Regions from separate parts of the Pan troglodytes genome. Here region 2 is linked to region 1. A link is a contact called in public HiChIP or PLAC-seq data. All regions are on one chromosome and are shown on one strand. Each heading gives the region's core, a stretch centred on a gene start, on an enhancer-like site or on the middle of the called end of the contact. The rest is flanking DNA. Distances are from core to core; before and after follow the strand shown.

Region 1 (2,522 bases), core at 17-2,516:
GAGTGAAGGAGGAAGCAAGGCCACCTAGCAGAGAGAGGGGGACAGGAGATGGCGAGGCGGCTCAAGATAGTAAAATATTATTGAATTGTCTCTGTGGGAAAGAGGAGACGGAGCTGACCAAGAGCATGCAAAAGGATTGTTTAGTGGTGCTGAGATTGGAAACTGTGAATTTTTATTGGCACATATCTGCATGGTTTTGTGATTTTCCCCAGCTGTGCTTAGCCGCCTGAGTGTCTGAGACAAAAAGGAGAATAGTTGGGTTGTGGAGAAGGCAAAGGAAGTAAGAAGTTGAGTGTGTTGGCAAGATGGTGTTGAAGGTGCACAAGGGACCCAGGCTAGCATCCATGAGTACGTGGTGGCTTGGGAGTTGGGAGAAGGGAAGAGGGAGGAGCAAGTTTAATGGGTACAAGTCTTTGAGAGGGCTTGGGGGAGAAGGAGTTCCATCACGGGTTCTACTTAGGTTGATGACAAGGATCTCCAGGAGGAAGTCAAGTACAGGAAAAAAAATAATAGGAGCTGAGGAGGTCAGGACAGTGATGGGCTTCGGGGAGAGCGGCAAGTGTGAAAGTCCTGGGTGAGTGTAGAGAATGGTAGGTAACTGACAAGGTGGGCTGTAGCATGGTACTTGACCTCAAAGAGTCCAGAGGGTGGAGAAGCAATGAGCTGGAAGACACTGAGTCCACCGCCTGGCCTGAGGAGCATGGAGTTGGGAGAATAAACAGCCTGCAGTGGAGAGGACAGCAACTGAGTGGCAGCATCTCCAGGTTCCGGGGAAAGTGAGCAGAGAGAGTAAAGGGAGTATCTAGAGACTGCGGATGGAGAGGAGTTTATTGGCATGGTCCTCTGTCCCAGAGGTCATGCTGGGAAGGTAGTGGAGAGATATCAGTCGGAGCTACCTCCACCACTACCCTCTGTCCACTGCATCCCTCCCAGAACTGCCTGCATCTCTAGCCTGCCTTCCCCAACTTGATGTCTCTCCTCCTTCACTGACTCCCGACTCCACCCCACACACACATACCGCTCATCTCATCCATCCATCCATTCCTCTTCTTCCCACACTCCTCCTTAGTTCTCTCCTCTCCAGACCCTTCCCCTGCCCTGCCCCACCCCATCCGGCCTGAGTGAGCAGGAACCCCTGCACCTTCATTTCTCAGGTCACTGCTTGGCTAATGGGCTATTAATTTGCTCAATCGTCCCCTGTGAGGCAAACTCAATTTCTGCCAGCCAGTCGTCCCTCCCTGTCGACAGTGTGATTGATTGGAGGAACAGCTGTCACCGCCCGGCTGCCTGCTCCCTGCCTCCTCTCCGAGTCCACACCACCCCTCCTCCTCCTCCTCCGGCCGCCACCCTGCGCCCATAGAGGCAGCACACCCCTGCCACCTGCCCAAGGATCTGTCGCCAGCAATGAAAAATGACAGAAATATTTAAGGACAAATAAGGTTTCCCAACGCAATTGAAAATGATTACAGGCAGCTACAGATGGGGCCAATCTGATGCGCAGCAGCAAATCAAATCGAATTTCCTTATCGGCGTATTATTTTAGGCGTTATCTGGCACGTTGATGCAGTTATCAATTCAATTTCAGCCGCCGGTCCGCTGTTTACTGTCTCGCCTTTGCTGGGAAAAGGTAAACATGCTCAGCCCAGCAAATTAATTTCTGGCTGAAGCCAGAGGCTGCAAAGAACTGCTACCCAGGACCCACTGCCCCCACCTTGGCCCCGGGCTACAGTGGGCCAGGCCAGCGGGGCCTGGGGCAGGCCAGAGCTCACCCAGGGAGCAGAAGCCCCACTATTTGCCTGCCCAAGTCTGGCCCCAGACCCAAGCAGGATTCAGAGCTCCTGGGAGGCTGAGGTGACCGTTGTTGGCTCCGCCGCTGCTGCCAGGGAGAGGTGAAGGTCTCCCATTAATTCCCAGCTAAAAATGACAAATTCATCTTGGACGACAATTAAATGAAGTCAGTAATTGATGCTAATTGATCTCCAGATGCAAGGGCTCCCCTCAGCCTTAGCAGCACGTGGCTGGCTGCTCACTCTCCCCACCCAGCCCTTTTCTTCCTCTACCTCCCTCTGCTGCTCTCGTAGTCCTTGTTCCCTCCCTAGGGTTCTGGGTCTCTTAACCCCTCAGGTGTGAGGGAGGCAGCTGGCCTGGGATGTGCTAGCAGGCAGCGCCTGAGGCCAGGCAGCTGGCCCATTGCCCATCCAGCCCTGCAGGCACTTGTAATCAGTGCCCCACGGTCCACCCATCAGCCTAGAAAGCAGGTAACACTGCCCTCCTTGGCAGCTCAGGATTTATTGCCCACAGCTGCGGAGGTTCCCACTTCATTTTTATAAGCCCATCGTCAGAACCAGCAGGGGGTAAAGCACACTTGAAGTTACTTTCCTTTAAACAGTACAGTCTTAGCATTTTGGCTGCATGGCAAGGAAGGCATGAGAGAGAGTGAAGTGTGTGGGCAGGCTAGGGAGAATAGGCAGGTATAGTGATAGGTGCTCAGGTGTTTGTCTAAATGCAAAAAAATACCCACA
Region 2 (2,522 bases), core at 6-2,505, 190 kb before region 1:
ACAAATAGTTCACGTGTGCTTTACATATGAAATGTCTACAGCCATGTTTCCCAGGGCCTTTAAAATAAACATTTCCTCATTAAGGAAACTTCACAACAAAAGGGAAGATAAGTATTGTCTGCTGTCTTGTGTTAGAATCTGTACATTTATTACCCCCTTAGCACTCTGGCTCCTGTCATGTGCATTTCCTGATGGTCCTCTTCAGGCTGCCCCTGTGCCCAGATTCCTGCCTGTGTGAGACAGTCTTTGGCCAGCCTGCCAGCCTATCCACTCAGCCCAGATTGGAGTTGGCGAAGTATACATGCTCACCACAGGACTGAGAGGGCCCAGAACTGCCCGCGTGGAGCGGCGACTGGCCCTGTCTTCTGGCTTACCCCAGGGATGGACCCTGGGACTGACCATAAGTGGCTTGGCTTTGCCCTCTTTCCTTGACCTTCACTGTGGTCGGGCAGAGTCACAGGTAGGCAGGAAACCTGATGGCTCACAGCAGCTCCTGGATGTTCTGCTTTGCTCTCATCTTTGATGTACTTGAACAGCCATTCTTGGGTCCCAAAAGCCCTGAGTAGGAGATGGTATTTTGTACTCTGTGTCTTTATATAAAGGCATGTATCATTGAAGACCCTGTGTTCTAACAATCAAATCAGCTGAGCCCACCTAGGCCAAAGGCAGCCTGGAATGGGGAGGGCTGGGGTGACGGGGGATACTTTCCAAGGGCTCTGGGACTGGGGTGGGCAGGGACTCTACACTGGGCTTTTAGGAGAGTTGTTCTTGCTAGGGAGAATGTTTGGGGCATGCCAGGTGGCCAGGCTGCACCTCTGGGTTGCAGCTGGGACAGATGACCACTGGGAAAGGGTCAGCAAATCGCCAGAAGACCTGGGTCAGATGCTTCCCTCTGTCCTGACTGCCCAGACCTAGCCTGACTCTCCCTCAGCTGCTCCCGGGTTCTCCCCTACTCCCCGGGGGCAAGAACTCCTGTGATGTGTGTGGTTGTTTCTGGTTATTCACTCCCAACACAGCCATGGAGACTCTTTTTCATGCTGCTGGGTTTAATTGTCTTGTTGGGATAAAGAAATGTTTGCACAGCTAAAGTGGGGCCAGGCTGGACGGGAGCAGTCCCTGATGGCTGCAGAGCCATCTGGCCTGGCTTGGCTTGGCTCGGCGCGCCGCTCGCCCGGCGGCTGGGCTCGCTGTAGTTGTGCTCCCGCTCTTCCCCTGCCCTCGCTCCACGCCGCGCCGCTCTGTGCGGCGGCTGCCTCCTCTTACGGCCGGAATGCCTAATCACCATGGTGAGAAAACGGACACCGCAGCCGTCCTCCCTCCTCGCCCCGCGCCCTCCCTCCCATCAATTGTCATGCAGAAGTGATCCGGGCTGCCGTTTTCTCGCGGCCGCCCGCCAGCCCCTCGCCGCTGCCGGCAGAAGGGTGGCTGGTAATTGATCGTCTGGGGGAGGGGGCGCGGAGAGGCGCGAGAACTGGCCCCGGGGAGGCCAGGCCACGGGGTGGGCCCCGTTCGCTTACTTGCAAGGGACTCCCAGCCTCCGCCACCGAGGCGGCTTGCAAGTGGTTTCAGAAATGTTGGTGATCTCGCCGTCGCTCTGCAGCACTTGGAGGCCGCAGGAGGACTCCGCGCGCCGCCTCGAGGGCCGGGAGCGCCCAGCCCGCGGCCGCACACACGAGGGCCCGTCGCGCCCCCCGCCCTGCCCCGCCTCGCCCTCCACGTCCCTGCGCCCCCCAAGTCGCACTAAGAACCCAGTCCCCGATCGGTTTCCTCTACGCCGTCTGAGCAGAAGAGAGTGGGAACCGGGGTGAGGGATAAGGGGGGGCGCCCACGCGACGTCGGGGTGCATGGGAGCGCGCGGGAGGCGCTAGTGGGTGCACGGGGCGTGAGGGGGACACAGCGCGGGCGTGGGGATGGCCACTGCGCGGGGAGGGTTCTGCCTGGAGAAGGAGGGATGGGAGGAGGTTGGGGGAGCAGGGCGCGTGGAGGAGGGAGGTTGGACGTGTGTACAGCGCCTGGGGACCTTGCTGGCCCCTTGGTGCCCCCAGGACTCTGAGGCTTCTCCTTTCGGCTTGAAATGTTTTTCCCTTCCTGCTTTTCAAATCTGTAAAAATGTTCCGGGGAATGTTTCCCAAGTCCAGGGCTCCGTCCTTCGGCGGGATTGCTGGCATTCGGGCAAGGCGAGTCGCGGTGGCCTCTGAGGCTCGCAGCCAGCACAGCGGGGCTCGTTAAAGTCTGGGCAATTTCTGGAACTCTTCCCACGGGAAGTTTTCCGGGGCTGCCTTCCGGTCAGCGGCCCCAGGTTGATTATTTGGTGGCCCTTTTTTGTTTGAAAACAAAAAAAACACACACACACATTGTATCCAAATAACAAAAGTTGCTGTCCCTCCCCACCCCCTTTCCTCATTAGGCAGGGAAGAGGAAACTGAAAAATAGAATTATATTTTTATATTGGTTTTCTTATTTTTAACCCTTATTAACTACATCCATCTGGTTAATAAATATTGGCACACATTGAAATGTAT

What was found. HiChIP or PLAC-seq counts read pairs in DNA pulled down with a chosen protein or histone mark.
Region 2: an H3K4me3 HiChIP or PLAC-seq map of stem cell-derived excitatory neurons shows a contact between it and region 1, with 4 times the contacts expected there. The contact joins two enhancer-like sites.

What each region holds. Positions count from the first base shown.
Region 1 is chr1:186,363,540-186,366,061 of NHGRI_mPanTro3-v2.0_pri, reverse strand. All of the region lies in intron 2 of RNF220 (ring finger protein 220), which reads left to right. Among named protein-coding and RNA genes, the nearest start is that of ARMH1, 71 kb to the right of the region's middle. Within about 2 kb of position 1,266, at least 1 of the 24 cell types and tissues checked has an H3K27ac peak or open chromatin away from gene starts, as enhancers often do. A contact at or near this core is called in stem cell-derived excitatory neurons, where this site is marked.
Region 2 is chr1:186,548,739-186,551,260 of NHGRI_mPanTro3-v2.0_pri, reverse strand. All of the region lies in intron 2 of RNF220 (ring finger protein 220), which reads left to right. Among named protein-coding and RNA genes, the nearest start is that of RNF220, 12 kb to the left of the region's middle. Within about 2 kb of position 1,255, at least 13 of the 24 cell types and tissues checked have an H3K27ac peak or open chromatin away from gene starts, as enhancers often do. A contact at or near this core is called in stem cell-derived excitatory neurons, where this site is marked.